Linked DNA regions of Mus musculus: region 2 is linked to region 1. A link is a contact called in public HiChIP or PLAC-seq data. All regions are on one chromosome and are shown on one strand. The core of a region is the stretch at or near the end of the contact, and the rest is flanking DNA. Distances in the headings are between cores, read along the strand shown. Region 1 overlaps Gm36538 (a long non-coding RNA gene). Region 2 has its middle 11 kb from the start of Rbpms2.

Region 1 (3,011 bases), core at 271-2,770:
ACTTTCCAGTGTTCTTTCTGCCTCACCTCTCCTTGGGGAAACGTGGTGCCTTCGGGTTTGTTTTTCCTACTGAGGGAACACTGGAAGGAGAACCCAAGTGGGGAAGCTCCAGGCATTAAAACTAGAAGTTACAGAGACTGGAGAGATAGCTTGGTTGGTAAAGTGCTGTCTCACAAGCCCAAGCACCCGAGTTTGACCCCGAGAATCCACATAAAAAGCCAGGCGTGTCAGGGCATGCTTGTAATCCCAGAGATGGTACGATGAGGGGGTGGAGACAGGCAGATGCCAAAAGCTTGCTGGCCAGCCAGCCTAACCTACTTAGTGACATTCTAGGACAATAAGAGGCCTTGCCTCAGATAAAAAGTGGAAGGAACTTAAGCCAGGTGTGGTGTCTCACACCTTTAATCCCAGTACTTGGGAGGCAGAAGCAGGTGGGTCTCTATAAATTCAAGGCCAGCTTCACTCAGATTCAAAGTGAAACCCTGTCTCAAAAGACTAAAGACGCAGGAGGAGGAGACAGAGGCTGCAACTGAAGTTGCCCTCTGACCTCCACAGGCACGTGCACACTCATGCTCAAATGCTCTCTCTCTCTCTCTCTCTCTCTCTCTCTCTCTCTCTCTCTCTCTCTCTCTCTCTCTCTCACACACACACACACACACACACACACACAATTTATGCATGCCTGCATACATTCATGTACTCCTTTACCGAGAAGAGCCTTGGACGTGACTAGAGCTAGGCAAGTACTCTCCCACCAAGCCACAAGCCTCTGATTTTAGAAACAGGTTCTCATGCTCCTGATTAGGCTGGCCTCGAACTCACATTCCTCCTACCCTGCCTCCCATGTGCTGGGATTACAGGTGTGCATCACCACTTCCAACACTTCTTTCCTGTCTAATTTTTCTCCTTTGCAACTTTGTAAAATATATTATCTTTTTTTTTTTAAGATTTATTTATTTATTTATTATATGTAAGTACACTGTAACTGTCTTCAGTAACTGTCTTCAGACGCACCAGAAGAGGGCATCAGATCTCATTATGGGTGGTTGTGAGCCACCATGTGGTTGCTGGGATTTGAACTTCGGACCTTCGGAAGAGCAGGCGGGTGCTCTTACCCACTGAGCCATCTCACCAGCCCTAATATATTATCTTTTAAAAGTTTACCTGTAGTGTTTGTTTGAATGTGCACATGCCACATAGTATGTGTGTGGAAGCCAGAGGACTGTGGGTTAAAAGGTGGCCCGTGTCTGCCCTGGGGCTGGGCAGTATTGATTGTGCTTTTCCCACACCAGCGCAGGGTGGGTGTTGGGCTATGAGAAGCTGGGGGACCCCGCTCCAGGGGTGAGGGAGCGCAGTCTGAGGTCCCCAGGGACTGCTGGAGTTGACTTGGGGGTCCCTGACCTGCACGGAGGCTGGAGATGTCAGGTTCTCAGACTCTTGGGCACCCCAGACACCACTGGATGCCTCAGAAGAGCTAAGAACAGAATGGGGGCCCGAGGCTGGATCTAGCCCAGGGCTGAGGGGGAAGGGCGGGGAGAGAGTTCTGACTGGATCCCTCGGGGATGAGCGTCCTTGGCTTGCTCCATGGGCGGCTTGGCTTGGTGGAGACCATGGCTGGGAGCGCTGAGGCCTTTTGCAAGAGACCAGACACAGCTCTTTAGATGAAGGCCTGCTCCTTTGCTCCCCACAGGCAGGTCCCGATGAGAAGAGACAGTTCCTGGTTTTAAAGCATTTATTGTCATGGCAAAGAGTTGTGATGAGTGAAACCGTACCCCCCTTTCTCAGGGCAGGCCTAAGGTTAAATGCCTTTTGCAGGGAGGAGTGTCTGGGAGGGGGATTTTATTGGCTAAGCCTCCAGGCCTTTAGGTACCTCATTAAAATGGAGATCTGCCTTGAGGCTACACCTACTGGTAGAGGGGTTTGGGGCAGGGCTTGGGGGCGTTGCCCTTATGTGACTGATGGCCACAGAATTATGGAGAGCTGAGGCCTTGTGTCAGGAGTGTGGCAAATGCCTACTGTCCCTTGCAGGGGTCACCTATGGGGTCACCGGGGTTTAAAACCTAGCTCAACCAGAAACCAGGCTGCCTGTCATGGTCCCACAGAGGCCAACCTCAGGTGTCTCTCCTACTCTTCTATCTTGTTTTAAGATAGGGTCTCAGGACTGCAGAGATGGCTCATTGGTTAAAAGCACTTGCTGCTATTTCAGTAGACATGGGTTCAGTACCCAAGACCACATGATAGAAGGAGGAGTCTCCCACAAGTCCTTCCCTGACTTCTTCATGTGTGCACCCACACAATATATAAATGTGAAAACACACACACACAAAAATATTTAAACTGAGCATAGTGGCACACACCTATAATCCAAGTACTTGGATAGCAGAGACAAATATATCTCTATGAGTTCAAAGCTTGCCTGGTCTACAAATCAAATTCCAGGCCAGGCAGGGCTATTTAGAGTGAGTCCCGATTTCAAAAAGCAAACAAACAAAACACAATGAAGATCTGATAGCCCTTTTTTGGGGGGGGGGGCTGTTTATTCGTTTCCTTCCTTCTTTCTTTTTTTCCCATCTTTAATTCTATAACCTAGGCCACCCTGAAACTTGTGGGAACGCTCCTGCCTCAGCTCCCTAAGAGCTGTGATTAAGTGTATAGCTACCACATCAGCAGATGTCATAGTGGGGTTTTTTTTTTTAATTTTGTTTTGGGATTTTTCAAGGTAGGGTTTCTCTGTGTAGTAGCCCTGGTTGTCCAGGAACTTACTCTGTAGACCAGACTAGTCCTGAACTCAGAGATTTGCCTATCTCTTTAACCCCAAGTGCTGGGATTAAAGGTCTACACTACCACTGCCCCAAACATATTTCATGTTTCTTCACCATAGTAAAAAGTAAAATTATAGAAATAAATAAATATGTTCTTAAAGCAAAAGGTGCTTTCATTGTTCAGATTGCTGTGAGGTTATGAATATTTTCGGCTTGAATATTTCTTGCTTTCCTGCCAGTCCACATGTC
Region 2 (3,070 bases), core at 311-2,810, 360 kb before region 1:
GAGATCCATTTGACTGCACCAAATACTTGAATTTCCACCAAGTGTCAGCTGGAAATTGGGGAGTTCAGTTTCCACACCAAGTCTCTCACTGCTGTACCTTCAGCGGTGATTCCAGCAGACTTTCCAGATGACACTTAGATGTGAGCATTTGAGTACTTCTCCACTGACTTCTCTTTGCTTTGGTTTGGGGTGGGGCAGGGAGTGTGTGTGTGTGTGTGTGTGTGTGTGTGTGTGTGTGTGTGTGTGTTTGAGATGGAGTTTCTCTGTAACAGCTCTGGCTGTCCTGGAATCCCATTTGTAGACCAGAACTTGCAGAGAACCTCCTGCCTCCCCAGTGTTCTAGGATTAAAGGAGTGAGCCACCATGCCCAGCTGTCTACTGACAGTTTTTGTTTTGTTTTGTTTTGTTATAAGAAGGCTAACACATACCTGGTTCTTTATTTTTTTAAAGTTTTTTTTTTTAAAGATTTATTTATTATTTATTATATGTATGTACACTGTAGCTGTCTTCGGACACCCCAGAAGAGGGCGTCAGATCTCATTACGGATGGTTGTGAGCCACCATGTGGTTGCTGGGATTTGAACTCCGGACCTTTGGAAGAGCAGTCAGGTGCTCTCACCCACTGAGCCATCTCACCAGCCCCTGATTTGTTTTTTTAAGACATAGTTTCTTTGTGTGGCCCTGGCTGTCCTAAAACTTGTTCTGTAGAGCAGGCTGGCCTCAAACTCAAAAGATCTATCTGCTCGTCACTGCCTATTGCCACTTGTCCATGAAATACTTTTTTTGTTTTGTTTTGTTTTGTTTTGTTTTGTTTTAGAAACAGAGTTTCTCTGTGTAGCCCTGGTTGTCCTGGAACTCACTTTGTAGACCAGGCTGGCCTCGAACTCAGAAATCCTCCTGCCTCTGCCTCCCAAGTGCTGGGATTAAAGACAGCCATGAATACTTAATGTTAAGCTTCAAGACAGAGATGGACCTGTACTTGGAATACTTAGGATTTGCTTCTGGGACTTTAGGCAAAAGAGTAGCAGCTCAGCCTCCGTTTCTTTATTTGTGAAATGGGCCTGGTACCTGTCTCACATGGTTCCTGTGTGGTCAAGGGCAGCTGTTCTCCAATGAATCCCATATCTGTCTCTCTGTGACTTCACTCAGGTTTCCATATATGATGGCCCTCAGACAGCAAGCCATTTTCCTAACATCTAACCATGATCCCTGTCACCCTAAAGCATAACTGTTTACTCTTCTGAACTAACAATAAAGGGGAGAAATATTTTGGGAGGAGGATTCTGCCAGATCCTTGAGAGTACAGCATCAGAGCAGCTGTGATAGCCTGTAGACAATGATGCTTTCCAGAGAAAAGATCTCTCCTGTGCCCTGCTAGTAGAAAGCCACCAACGCCGGCATCCAGCTGAATGCTGGGCTCTCATCTCTGAGCCCACCTACTACTCATCACTGCTCTGTGAGATGACTTTTTTGTTTTGCATTTGAAGTACAGAGAGGTCCCACCTACCACCTGTACAAGGATGTGGGACCACTGTGGGGACCAGGGCTTAAACCCAGGATGTTATGTGCACAGTCCTGAAACCAGAGTGCACAAAGGGAATTAAATCTGAACTGAGGAGTCTGGAGTGCAACTTGTGATCTTCCCCCAGGAGTCATCTCGAGAAAGACTTGCTAATTTCTTGTCTTAGGACAGACAATAACCTCCTTGTTTACAATCTCCTTCTGTGAATATATGCTTTCTTTTTTTCTATTTTGAGAAGACAGTGTTTCCATTTGAATAACACCTACAAGTAGGTTAGGGATGGCCTGCTTGGGCTGCATGAAACTGGTCTCAAAAACAAAAAACCAAACCAGTTCCAGCAAGTGAAAACTGCACCGAAAAACGTTGAAAACAATTTGAGCTGACTACAGTGGCCCACCCCTCTAATCCCAGTACTCCAAAAACTAAGACAGGAGGATTACAGGTTTGAGGCTAACCAGGATGTATGTATAAGACCATCACAAAGAGTTAAATACATGCTCACATGTAACCATATTCTGATGACGTAGTAGTTCAGTGCTAAGAGCATTTGCCTTACATGTGCAAGGCCCTGGATTTGATTCCCAGTGCCAACAAAGCAAAATAAACTACCTATGATCCAATAATTCCAATGCTAGTATATGTTCCAAATAATTGCTAAACATGTTCTCTTCAAGCAAAACCCCATATGTGAGTATTCATATTAGTGAAACAACCCAAATTTTGCCACTTAACAAACTTGTCAACAAAAGGATCAATGTGAACACTCTGAAAAAAAAAACATGGGAAGTGAAAAAAGCCAGAGTCAAAAGGTCACATTGCATGAGTCCGTTTGTAAAGAATACCCAGAAAGGCAAGATGCATGTTAGGGTTTGGTGAGCGCTAAGGAGATGGGAGCTAGGAGTGCTTGGCATAGGGTTTATTCTGGTGCAATGACAGTGTGCTTCAGCAAGACCAAAGATAAACACCAGTGCTCATCCTGAGACTCTACAGTTGAACATAATTAACACAGGACCATCGAGATGACCAATGGGGAAAGGCACTCGCTGTTTAGCCTGATGATGACCCACGTCCACTCCCTGGGACCCACAAGGTGGAAGAAGAGAACACACTCATATGAGTTTTCTCTACAGGCGCTGATTGGCATGCGCATACCTATAATCACACATACAATAATAATAAAATGAAATTTTAAGAAGAAAAAAGATTAATTTTCTGTTAAGTGAATGTTATTCAGTCTAGCAAAAGTAAAATTGATCCCTAAAACAGAATCCATTGAATTAAATCTTCCAGTCCCTAGTCTTGTCTTCTGCAACACTTACAAGTTTCTGGGGCTCTGGAAACACAGACATTTGTGTGTATAGTTTTGATGTAAATGGTAGTAATTGCATACATTGTATCTTTTTTGGTTGGTTGGTTGGTTGGTTTTCCAGACAGGGTTTCTCTGTATAGCCTTGTTTGTCCTGGAATTCATCTGTAGACCAGGCTAGCCTCGAACTCAGAAATCTGCCTGCCTCTGCCTCCCAAGTGCTGGGATTAAAGGTGTGAGCC

Evidence for each region. HiChIP or PLAC-seq counts read pairs in DNA pulled down with a chosen protein or histone mark.
Region 2: a contact with region 1 is called in an H3K27ac HiChIP or PLAC-seq map of embryonic stem cells, with 5 read pairs. The contact joins two enhancer-like sites. A contact is called at or near these places in 1 of 39 promoter capture datasets (hematopoietic stem and progenitor cells), 1 of 115 datasets of contacts at active chromatin or transcription factors (embryonic stem cells) and 1 of 9 other capture datasets (adipose tissue).

What each region holds. Positions count from the first base shown.
Region 1 is chr9:65,254,945-65,257,955 of GRCm38.p6, reverse strand. All of the region lies in intron 2 of Gm36538 (a long non-coding RNA gene), which reads left to right. Among named protein-coding and RNA genes, the nearest start is that of Cilp, 8.7 kb to the left of the region's middle. Within about 2 kb of position 1,520, at least 16 of the 459 cell types and tissues checked have an H3K27ac peak or open chromatin away from gene starts, as enhancers often do. A contact at or near this core is called in embryonic stem cells, where this site is marked.
Region 2 is chr9:65,618,156-65,621,225 of GRCm38.p6, reverse strand. No RefSeq gene overlaps it. Among named protein-coding and RNA genes, the nearest start is that of Rbpms2, 11 kb to the left of the region's middle. Within about 2 kb of position 1,560, at least 4 of the 459 cell types and tissues checked have an H3K27ac peak or open chromatin away from gene starts, as enhancers often do. A contact at or near this core is called in embryonic stem cells, where this site is marked.